2 separate regions of the Mus musculus genome follow, and region 1 is linked to region 2. The links are chromatin contacts, called in public HiChIP or PLAC-seq maps. All regions are on one chromosome and are shown on one strand. The core of a region is the stretch at or near the end of the contact, and the rest is flanking DNA. Distances in the headings are between cores, read along the strand shown.

Region 1 (5,845 bases), core at 2,700-5,199, 370 kb before region 2:
TTGTCAGGGGCAGGTTTGTCAGAGTTTTTTGTCTGTGTGCTTTATGCTTTTCTTTTCTCCCCTCTCTCCCCTCACCCCTCTTTTTTTTTTTTTTTTTTTTTTTTTGAGACAGTCTCTCACTATGTAGCCCTGGGTATCCAGAACTTTCTGTGTGGGCCACACTGTCCTCAAACTCAGGGAGATGCGCGTGCCAGATCCACCTACTGAGTGCTGGCATTAACACAGGGGTCAGTACGTCGGCCACATGCTTTCTTTCTTTCTTTTTTTTTTTTTTTTTTTTTTTTTGGTTTTTCGAGACAGGGTTTCTCTGTGTAGCCCTGGCTGTCCTGGAACTCACTCTGTAGACCAGGCTGGCTTCGAACTCAGAAATCCGCCTGCCTCTGCCTCCCAAGTGCTGGGATTAAAGGCGTGCGCCACCACGCCCAGCTTTGGCCACATGCTTTCTTAGAAAACAGAACCGTTTTAATTCTGGTCAAGTCCAGTGAGTTGGGTTTTACTGTTTGATTTTTTTTTTCATACTTTGTGTCATAAAGCCCAGAGTCGACAGACTTGCCATTGTGCAGCTGTGCTTTGAGTGTTTTCTCCAAGCTACATGATTTCCAGTGTGCTACTACTGAGAATGGGGAGGAGTCTCTGTGACTGGAGAAACAGTGGGGGCTCCATGACTGCCCTATAGAAACAGCTAAGGGCCCTGGGACACTGCTGCAGGGTAGAGGGCGTGGCTGCTGTGCATGGGCCCTGCTTTCATACTTCAGCACTAGAGGAAAACATTTTTGGTTGCATCCCCTGATCCTTCCTTGATCTTGGATTCCCAGCTTCTAGAACTATGAGCATTCTTTTGTTTATAAATAGCAAAGTCCATGGCATTCTTTTATAGGAGCAGAAACCCACTAAGACATAATTTCTTTTTTCTTGCCATTTTTTTTAAAAAGTAAAAACAAAATGCAGAGATTTTTCAATAAACTTTTACTATTTTTTGTTTACATTGTATCAATTATTTGTTAAGTGTATATGTGTGGGAATCAGAGGTGAACTTTCAGGACTGGTTTTCCCCTTCTATCATGTGGGTCTCAGGCATTATTTCTTGGAAACACCTTTGCCCACTGAGCCACGCACTTGTTCTTTCTGAATTTTGACTATTTTATACTCTTTTATCATAGGTAACTAAAGGCTGATTACAATCTTATATGCATGGAACTAATTATTCTAATATCTGTCACCTTTTTTTTGTTGTTTGTTTAACATTTTTGAGACAAGGTCTTGTTTGGGACTTAATGTGTGGACCACACTAGCTCCAAGCTTGCAGTGATCTTTCTGCCTTTATCTTCCAAGTATTGGAATTACTGCTGTGAACCATGATAGCTCAGCCGTTATGAGCACTGGCTGCCCTTCCAGAGGACCTGGATTCAATTCCCAGCACCCACATGGCAGCTCACAACTGTCTGTAGCTCTAGTTCCAGGAATCTGATGCCCTTTTCTGGCATCCAGGAGCACCAGGCTCACACATGTAAACAGACCTTCATGCAGGCAAAACACCCATATGTGTAAAATAAAATAATAATTTAAAGATAAGATAAAGAGAAATGTACTGTAGTGTCACACAGATGCATGCCTTACTTTCAGTGTCCTCTGTGGTTTGTTTTAGGGTGGACACAACAAGAATCGAGTACTCCATTCCTTTAAGAGAAAACTGGGCTCTACCGTATTTTGCATGCCAAGTTGCTGCACTTACAGGCTATTTAAAAAGAAATCTAAATACTTATGCAGAGGTAAGATATAAATGTGTTTTATACCTCACAGCTAATTCTGATGCTTTGCAAATATGCTTTGGTTGTTTTGTTTTGACACAGAAATGTCTTTCGTTCGGGCTGGCTTCAAACTCACTGTGTAAGGAAGGCCGGGCCTTGAGCACTTTCTCTCCCTGCTGCCATGTAGGGTTGCACGTGTGCACCACCATGCTAGGCTATGGTGCTTAATTTTAAAGTAAGTCATAGTAGGAGCTAAGTTGTATTCAGTGAAGCATGTTACTATGTAACATGTAGTAAGGCCATTGTTACATCTGTTTTTCTGTAATCTGATGGCAGCGGAATAGTTTTAGAAAAACAGATGTTATATTGTTTTTAGTATGGTTACATGAAGAATATCTGATTTTGGAAGTTAATCTATCCAAGTGTTGTTTTTGCCATTTCTCTTACTTCAGGAACATTTATGTCCTTTAGTCATCAGAACTTAAAAGAAATATTCCTGAAGACACAGCCGTGGCTGAGGATGACAGTGGTGTAAACTTTGATGGCAGTACGGCATGGTCTTGTGTTCATTCACATGTCTTCCCTGACTGAGATTAGTAGGTTAGTCAAAGCTTAAGGAAATGTCCGTCTCAGATCATTTAGAATCTTAAGTTTTTGTTATTGTTATTCCCTCAATCCCATGGGCAGTTGAATGAAGCCTATAGACTGTGTCACAGAATAATGTTAATAAAATGTATGCCTACAGAGGCAGTTCATTATTGAAGTTGACTGAAACATAGCAGTCTGTTGGCAGTCGGCCTGTCTTACATAAAAATTTCCTGGTTAGGAAGAGACCAGAATCGACCAAACAAAGTCTTCTAATAAGCTTGTCTGTTAGAGGGGTGTACCTCTGTGGTAGCTGGCATGTGCAATGGCTGGAGCTTCTACCCCAGCACCAGACCCAAACACACCAATGGGAGGAACTAAGCAGATTCCTTCCTCGGTTTTAATTCCTCATGTGTATTTTACATTACTAAGAAGCAAATACAATAGGAAACTGAAAGGTAATATTCTTTTTACTGTAGACCCACTTATAATGATAGGATTATTTTTGACTATGTGTATAATATAGTATAATATGTATATATTACATATATACATATAATATATATATATATTTAAATTTGAAAATATAAAATAATAAACTAGGTATGGTGGTGTATGTCTTTAATCCCAGCACTCAGGAGGCAGAGGCCGGAGGACCTCTGTGATTTTGAGGCCAGCCTGGTCTACACGGTGAGTTCCAGGGCAGCCAGAGCTACATAATAAAGAGACCCAGCCTCAAGAACCAAACAAAAAACTTAGAAATAATATATAGCATAGCATGAAACACTGCAGTGAAAAGAAATTAAATAACGACATGGTACAAGTGGGATAAAGCATGGCCCTAGCTAGATACTGTCGTCCATGCTCTTATCCCAGCACTTGGGGGTAGGTAGGAGGCAGGAGTTCAGGTATATCCTTAGCTACATGATGAGTTCAAAGCCAGCCCTGTCAAAAAGAGTACAGCAAAAATATCTCCCTAAAAATAAAGGACGAACAGATGGACGTGGAGGTGCATACTTGTAGTAAGTACCAGCACACAGACAACTGAAGCAGCAAGATTTCCACAAGTTCAAGACTATTGTAGACTCCAGACACTAAAGCAACCTGCCTGTATAGCCTGACTCTGGTCAGAGACACTAAAGCCTGGCAGCCTGTAATTCCATGGCCCTCATAATAGGTACAAGGAGAGAACAGACACCACACATGTGGTCCTCCCCCAAATTATACACAATAAAAAAGTTTAAACAAATTTTACTTAAAAAGTTATTACTATTTTTAGGCAACAGTTTATTTTAGTTCAAAATAAATGTCATAAAAGCAGCTTTGGCAGTTCATCTCTCTCTACACAAAGAACTCCCTGACAGTGTAAAGGCCTGTGCAGGAGATGCAGCTCCATGGACGAACTCTTGGCCAGTAAGGCTGAGACCTTGGGTGTGATCCCTCACGGCAGAAGAAAGCACTGAGCTATGGGAATTAGGCCTGAAATCTGTCATGTTGTTCTACATGCAACGGAACATTCAAGCCATAAAAGTTCAGCAACTAAGCTTGCTGTGTTGAGGGCAGGAAGGAACAGGATGTGTTCAGAGACACAGCCCAGACTGGCCTTGGATCCTCTCGTTCTAGTTCTAAGAGCTGAGATTAGGGAAGTGCACCCAGGCATGGCTCTTTTTCATTATTACGTAAAGAAAAGTAGCATCCAGGTTTGCATGGTTGTTATGTGTTGCACTGGAGGGAAACAGGCCAAACCTTGTTAAGAGCAAAAGCTTGGCTAGGCAACCCAGATTCTTGAGGGTTTTTTTTGAAAATAAAATTAGCATGAATGAGAAAAGAGAGACGATTTTAGGACAAAAGAAGCTTCCATATTAACAAAAGTTTACCAGCTACTCTAATAAAACTCAATTTCTTGGGCTTGGAGAGGTGGCTCAGTGGTTAAGAGCACTGACTACTCTTCCACAGGTCCTGAGTTCAATTCCCAGCAACCACATGGTGGCTCATAACCATCTGTAATGGGATTCAATGCCCTCTTCTGTTGTGTCTGAAGACAGCTATAGTATACTCATATAAATAAATAAATCTTTTTTTAAAAATCAATTTCTTTTAGCATTTGCTTCTTCTTCTCTCTCTTGTTTTTTTTTTTTTTGTTTGTTTGTTTTGTTTTGTTTTTTGTTTTTTTCAAGACAGGGTTTCTCTGTGTAGCCCTGGCTGTCCTGGAATTCACTCTGTAGACCAGGCTGGCCTCAAACTCAGAAATCCGCCTGCCTCTGCCTCCCAAGTGCTGGGATTAAAGGCATGCACCACCACTGCCTGGCCTTGCTTCCTCTCTTGAAATGAAAAAAAAAAAAAAATTGTGCCCCTTTTGTCCTGCCCCTTTGAAATATAATATGGGAAAAACAGGTGCTGGTTCCTCTCTGTGCTTTGCTAAGATCCTGCTGTGGTTTTTTGTTTGTTTGTTTGTTTGGCTGGTTTATTTTGTTTTATCATTTTATTTTAATTTTGAAATAAGGCTCCTTCTATGTCCTAGAACTTGTTATGTAGACTAAGCTGGCCTTGAACTCATAGAAGTCCACCTGCCTCTACTTCTCACGAGCTGGGATTAGGACATGCACCACCACACCTAGTTGGTCTGTAGCTTATTGGGTTTTGCAATAGTGAAGTAACTGATCCTAGTTGTTTTTTTCTCTAGAGGTTTTGCTACCTGTTGCTGAGTACCTCGACGTACACTTTCATGATGGTGTGGGAGTACAGCCACTACGTCTTGTTTCTTCAGGCAGTATCCCTGCTGCTGCTAGATATCTTCTCAGTGGAACAAAGTGACAAGGTAGTGTGACACTGTTAAATGGGGGACAATGGTTTTACAGTATTGTTTCTAAAATCCTCTTTTCCATTTCTTCATCTCTTATTCTCAACTCTTCAGAACTCTAATGAGCATCAAGATTGAAATTATTTGAACAGAGAGAACCTAACATAAAGATTTAATATCCATGACTGTGCACATAGTTCAGTGGTAAAGTACTTTGTTTAACATGGAAAAGGCCCAGAACCCTCGAAACTTATCACTGTCTAAGCAGTCATTAATCAAGAATAAAGTCATTGTCTTAATAACTGATTAGCTGGAAGGAACCCTGCTGTTGGGATCCAGAACTGACAGTCTTAGGTGAGGTTCGAAGGAAGCGCAAGCCACCAAGAGGCAAGGAGAGAGCGAGCATCTCCTTCTTCCTCCAGCGGTGTGCTTTCCGGGAAGCCCTTCCTTTTCACAGTTGTACTTGGAGCAGAGAAGTGTACACAGAAGGGAGAAACAGGCTGTGAAGCTGAGTTACTCTGCAGCAGCACTTGTGTGGACTTAGCCAGGTCAAGAATTGACTTGCCACACCAGAAGACTTACCCTCTTTCCCAGGCATACATTAGTATTTCCCAAGACTGTCATTACTTGATACAGTGAAATCTCTCTTTTATGATTTTTTCTATTTTTCGGTTATATATGTGTGTCTGTGCATCTATGCACATATGAGGGC
Region 2 (6,493 bases), core at 2,521-5,020:
CCACCCCCTACCTCTTCACTGGTGGCTTCCTCCCTGGACACAAATATAAGGGTCTTGTCTAAGTTTCCAAAGCTTTCTGAGGTGCTGGGGGCGGTGGCTCGTGGCTGCAATCTGAGCACTTTGGAAGCTGAGGCCGAAGATTCTTTTTTTTTTTTTTTTTTGGTTTTTCTGTGTATCCCTGACTGTCCTGGAACTCACTTTGTAGACCAGGCTGGCCTCGAACTCAGAAATCCACCTGCCTCTGCCTCCCAAGTGCTGGGATTAAAGGCGTGCATCACCACGCCCGAAATGAGGCCGAAGATTCTTGAGCTTGAGTCCAGGACCAGTCAGGGATCGGGCTGGGAAAATGTATGTCAACTTGACACAAGCTAAAGTCATCTAGGAAGAGGGATCCTCAACTGAGAAAATGCCTCTGTAAGATCCAACTGTAGGGCATTCAATAGTTATTGATGTGGGAAGGCCCAGCCATTGTGGGTAGTGCTACCCCTGGGTTGGTGGTTCTGGGTTCCATACGAAAGCAGACTTTGAAAGTCATGTTGAGGAGTAAGCAGCAGCCTCCATGGCCTCTGCATCAGCCCTTGCCTGTGGGTTCCTTCCCTGCTTGAGTCCCTGTCCTGACTTCCTTTGGTAATGAATAGCGAGTGGTACGGAAATGTAAGTCAAATAAACCCTTCCTCCCCAAGTTGCTTTGGTCATTCCATCTCAGCAGTAGTATCCCTAAGCTAAGCCGCTTACAGAGTTCCAGGTCAGCCTGGGGTGCCCGATCCCCCCCCGCCCCCCCCATACTCTTCTACAGCCAAGTTGGAGGAGAAAGTTGTCTGCACTCCTCTATCCACTTCCTTCAGTCCTTTCCTGTCTGGTTCATGATCTGGTTCATGATCTCACTATTTCCTGGGAACCGGATAAGGTTCCTACTGTCATACACTCCACTGGGGCAGAACACATGACCCAATCTCCCTGGAAATTCTCTGTTCCTCTAACTTTATTTTTCTCTAGTTACTGTCCACTCTCCTGTGGCAGCTCCTTTTCCTCTGGGTGTCTGAGGAACATAGGCTCCACTTCCCAGTGCCGTTCAGTATCTAGGATTTTAGCAACTGTCTACATCCCAGCAAGGCTTTCTGGCTTGATTGAAGACAAGTCTACACAGTGGACTTGCTTAGGCATATCTGGGGAGCCTGGTGGACAGCCTTGACCAAGTCCATCTGTCAGAGAGAAATAGCTAGTTGTGGTTTTATTGCTACCTCATGGTCACATCAAACGAGCTCCCTGATGGGCATGAAGAGGGTGGAGACACAGACAAACTCCTGCAGGTAGATCAGACCACACAAACAGTCCAGAGGAGGATAAAGGAGATCAAGAATAGAAAATTTGTGTGGGGCTGGGAGTTGACATTTTAAACAGGGCAGTCACTGAGCTACTATGCTAATTTGCTTCAAATCGATCGAAACTTGACATAGCCTAGGAATACAATAATATAATAATCTGTACTGCTCAGATTGTATTGCCTATAGCCATGTCTAGCAGGGACTGCTTTGACTGATGACTGATGTGTGAGTGCCTAGCCCACTGTGTGCAGTAGCATCCCTAGGCAAGTGAGCCTGGGCTACATAAGAAAGCTTGCATGATCCAGAGATCAAGACTGAGAATAAAACAGCAATCAGTGACTTCCCTCAGTGAGGGGCTGTGACCTGAAAGTGTAAACTGATATTAACCCTTTCCAGCACTTGGGAGCCAGAGGCAGGTGGATGTCTGTGAGTTCATTCCAGTCTGGACTGCACAGGGAACTCCAGGACAGCCAGAGTTAACAGAGACCCTGTCTCTAAAAACAAAGACAAAATAAAAACAGACAAACACATAAACAAAAGAACAGTTCAAAGACTTAGACAGGAAGATGTATGGCAACAATTCAGGCAAGAGACAATGGCGGTTGTATCTGTGTTGAAAAAAATGGAGATGATGAGACAGGCAAGGCTGTCACCCTTTCAAGGAAGCACCAGCAGAATTTGCTAATGGTGGGTATACAGGGATGTTAGTCGGGTTCTCCAGAATCACAGGACATATGAATGTCTCTATGTATTAAAGGAGATTATTAAAATGACTTAAAAGCTACAGTCCAACTAACCCAACAATGGAAAGTCCAAGAATCTAGTAGTTGCTCACTCCCATGAGGGTAGGTGTTTCAGCTGGCCTTCTGTATAAGCTGGATTCCTGAAGAAGTGGGTACCAGATGTGCTGGTAAGTAAGTGCAAGTGGGTGAAGAAGAGGAAGAGGCCTTCTTTCTTCCGTTGTCCTTATGTAGGCCTCCAGCAGATGGTGTGGCCCAGATTAAAGGTGTGTGGCACCACACCTGGTTTTGGAACTTGCTCTGTCCTATGCCTTGAGCTCAAGAGATCTGCTTGCCTGTCTCCGGGGATTAAAGACCCTTGCCTGGGCCTAAGCTTTTCATGGCCACTATGCCTCACAATCTGGATCAAAAACTCGTGTCGTCCCATGTCAAGATCTGGGTCAGGAGCCTGTGTCTTCCAGCCTCAAGATCCGGATCACAGGTGTGCCCTCTATTTCTGGATTGTAGTTCATTCCAGATGTAGTCAAGTTGACAACCAGGAATAGCTATCACAACAGGGATATTAAATATTAAGATGGATCCCTGCAATTCCCAGGAATATGTTTGGGAGTAACTGGAGTTCCCTGGAGGAAGCAGAGAGAAAGCCTGTCTGAGGTGGCTCACCGTCCTGGTGTACTTTGCTCCAGGTTCCCTCTCACTGGGAGATGCATCTGTCACCTGACTGCTGAACTTTACTCCAGGCTCCTGAGAGGCACCTGTCACCTGACTGCAAGCCCTCCCTCCACGTGACTTTCTTTCCTGACAGCTTACTTAGCTATCTCAGAACTTAGGCCCACATCTCCCCAAGTAAATTCTCCTCTGCAAACCTCCCCTTCTATCCTCATTCCCCAGTGTGATGGTGGCCAGCTAGCCAGCTACTTGGAGCCCTGGGTCACACTGACTTCTCTTCCTTTTGTCTGCTCCATGCCACCAGTCATGTGGCCCTGAGTGCCACCTCTTAGGCATTTCTGGACTCCCTCTCCTTGTTTTTCACCTGTGCCACCTCGCCTGGAGTTCTGGGGAGACTCTATAGGTGAACTTCCTTTTAGGCCATTCGTGTCAAACCTGTCACCCTCTCTCCACCTTACCCAGTTCAGTGGCCTTCCTGGTATTGGCATCTTTTGCCCTTCATTCCTAAATGACTTCTGCCACCTTTGGGAGAGCCACAGTAAACAAGGCCCATGTTAGCATGCCCCAGGCTATTTGTCCAGACTTCGGCCATTTCCTACAGCTCTTTTTGTGTGGGCAGTTCCGAACTACTAATGCTTTTAGCACCCTCTGGGATCAGGTCACAGCAGCATGGTTTCCTAGTGTCTTCTGTATATCTTGACTGGAGAGTTTCAGATGATCTCAAAGGCTGGCATAGAAGAAAAGCCAGGGTTTCCCATACCCCCATGTCCTCCTGGGATTGGGGACCCACACATCGATTGGTGACTTGGAAGGACACTGAGAATGCTCAGCTGAGCTTCACTGGTCCTGCAGAAAGGGACAGTCAGGTCAATTTTCCAGTGGTCACAAACTGGGATTGGCTCTGCCCCGGGCAGTGGTAAACCTGTAGATTAGAGAACCTATTAGGAAACTCAGACTCTCTAGAGTGCTACTTCCCTGCAGCCCTAGAGAAACCAGGCCCCCATTCTCTTGTGTTTCAGTTTCTCTTCCCTCGAGCAGCCAGTCTAGTTGGCAGAGTTCCCTGGCTCCGGCCTTACTCATTCTGCATCTGCTGTAGTGGTCACGTCTCTGCCACCCATTTCCCCGGGAGACTCTAGTTTCCCTTCTCCATATTTTATCACAATCACATTATGTATTCCACTGCTACAAGCACTGAATTAATGCACCTCCCCCGTGTGTGCATGATGTAGGTTTTATTTGTTTTGTGCATGGTGCCTTTTCATCTCGGTGGTCTTTGCACCTTGTACTAGATCTGGTACACAGTATTTTGGTAAATGTTTGTTGAGTAATTCAATTCACCCTATTCTACTCAGCTTACATTCTGTTCTAGGGACTGTATCTATGAAAGAACAAGGGGTGAGTAGTGTCAGATTATACAGCAAGGATGTGACTGCTCCAAGGTATGGCTGAGAAGGGTTTTATTGTAGATCTGAGAGAGTACAGCCAATGGCCTCTGGAAGAGTCCAGGGCAGGGAGAGAAAGTAGCAGACTAAATATGGTCATGGAGGGTGGGGGGAGGGGGGAGAGGCAAAGACACAAACACAGACAGAGAGAGACACAGAGAGAGACACAGAGAGAGAGATGGTGGGAGAATGTATGAGAGAAAGACCAAGAGAGAGAGGCAAGAGAGGGGGCCAAGAGTACAAGAGAGAGCCACGAGAGCCCATGACTAAAATGTCGGGGTTGTATACAAACGAGAAACTGTGGGATGGTACACCGATGAGCTGGAGAAGTTCAGGTAGAGGGTGGGGTGAGAAGAGCTGAGAGGAATCCCAGGTACTGAGTGGGCCTGGAGGCCAGCGTGCACCTTCTTATGATAATAGGCACCACAGTTAGCCATTTGTCCTGAGAGTCTTCTGACAATTCTTCCTGACAAGTAGAATTGCCGGAGGAGTTTGGATGGTGGAAAAGTCACACTGGCAGTCAACGTTATCCTCAGACACATGCAGCACTATATCAAATGGCTGAAGCCTGCTGCCCATGTGTAGTCTAAAAGTAGCATGTAGACCTGGGCGCAGCATCACACACTGATATTCTGGTGTTCGGGAGACTGAGGCAGGAGGAACAGAATTTGCAATCAACCTGGGCTACATAGGGAAGATGCAAAACAATGAAAGAGCTGCCTGTAGCTCCAGCTCCAGCTTTAATCTTATCGACTGCCTCTGATCCCACAGCGGTCAAATCAATAAGAGCTTTCTTATGGGCGAAGGCAGAGGCCATGCCGGATATAAAGCACCCTATCTGGTCAATGGGCGTGCACTATGGATGGCTGCAGAAATAAAGGTGCCTTGTTTTGGGGTAGCCCAGAGCCTGCAGCCTTTGAGTTTCTGGGAGCTGTTGGGCAAACATCATGGAAGAGTTCTGTTGGCACTGGATTCAGTGGAAGCAGCAGGAAAGTGCATTTCTGGAGAGGGGTTTTGGAGACAAGTTTCTGGGCTGGAGCTGGGAGTTGTGACAGAGAAGCTTTCTGGAGGGGTCAGGGCTGTGAATCTGAGGGATTCACTTCTTGTCCCAGAGCCATATCCAGGCTCACTCACAGGGCTGTTGACCGGCTTGGAGAACAAGCCTGGACAAGGCCTTGTTTGGGTGCTACCATGTCCAGTTCCATTTCACGGGAGTGGCTCGGAGACCTGCCCACTCTTTCTTTGCAGGGAGGTCCTAGGAGCCTCAGAGCAACTTTGTTCCAGCTTAGTCTGATCGGGGCTTGTTTCAAGCCTTGCAATTTCCAAGGCAAAGAAATTGTAGCTCTTCCCTCTCCCTCCCTCCGTCCCCCCGTCCCTCCCTCCCTCCCTGTCTCTTCTTCCTCCTCTCCTCCCCCTCCCTTCTCCTTTCTTTCCATAGTCTTGCTATGTAGTTCAAGCTAGCCTGAAGCTCATGGTCCTCCTGCCTCTGAGTGCTGGCACATAAATGTGTGCTAACACACCCAATTTAGAAGCTATAACTCCTGCCCCAAGCAAGAGAGTTTGGAGGTTATCTTAGTTTTCTGTGATAAAATAACTATTCTGACAAAGTTGGGGGTGGTTTGTTTTTCTCTCTCACAGTTCCAGATTGTCCATCATGGTGGGGAAATCAAGTTGGCAAAAATTTAAAACACCTAGTCACATTATGTATGCATACTAGCGCTCAGTTCACTTTCTCCACTATCCAGTTCAGGATTCTCTGTCCAGGGAATGGTGTCACCCACAGTGGGCAAGCTTCTGCATAGCAATTACCATAATCAAATAATGCCTGGTACACTTGTCCACAGGCTGTGAAGAGACACCATGACTATGGCAGCTCTTATAAAGGAAAACATTTCATTGGGGCTGGCTTACAGTTCAGAGGTTTAGTCCATTATCATTCTGGTGGGAAGCATGGTGGCATGCAGGCAGACATGGCCCTGGAGAGATGGCTGAGAGTTTTACATCTGGATTCAGGCAGCAAAAATTGACTGAGGATCTGAAACCTCAAAGCCCATCCCTAGTGACTACTTCCTCCAACAAGGCCACACCTATTAGTGTTACTTCTTATGAGTCTGTGGGTGCCATTTTCTTTCAAGCCACCATAACGGGCCAACCTGATCTAGACAACCCCTCTCTGAGACTCTTTCAGGGTGATTCTGGAGTATGTCGAGATGACAACTAAAAGTAACACGGAGGTCAAGGAGCCCAGGATGAAATCCCGGAGAAGATACTTCGCTCCCTTAAGTCGAGTTTCCTCATTTGTAAGATGGGGATGAAA

What was found. HiChIP or PLAC-seq counts read pairs in DNA pulled down with a chosen protein or histone mark.
Region 1: a contact with region 2 is called in an H3K27ac HiChIP or PLAC-seq map of microglia, with 4 times the contacts expected there. The contact joins two enhancer-like sites. A contact is called at or near these places in 2 of 39 promoter capture datasets (cranial neural crest and neutrophils) and 1 of 115 datasets of contacts at active chromatin or transcription factors (microglia).

The regions. Positions count from the first base shown.
Region 1 is chr4:11,291,860-11,297,704 of GRCm38.p6, reverse strand. Dpy19l4 (dpy-19-like 4 (C. elegans)) reads left to right here. Exons shown (of 19, transcript NM_001081201.2): 7 at 1,646-1,769; 8 at 5,017-5,151. Among named protein-coding and RNA genes, the nearest start is that of Dpy19l4, 27 kb to the left of the region's middle. Within about 2 kb of position 3,949, at least 3 of the 459 cell types and tissues checked have an H3K27ac peak or open chromatin away from gene starts, as enhancers often do. A contact at or near this core is called in microglia, where this site is marked.
Region 2 is chr4:10,920,663-10,927,155 of GRCm38.p6, reverse strand. No RefSeq gene overlaps it. Among named protein-coding and RNA genes, the nearest start is that of 2610301B20Rik, 49 kb to the right of the region's middle. Within about 2 kb of position 3,770, at least 123 of the 459 cell types and tissues checked have an H3K27ac peak or open chromatin away from gene starts, as enhancers often do. A contact at or near this core is called in microglia, where this site is marked.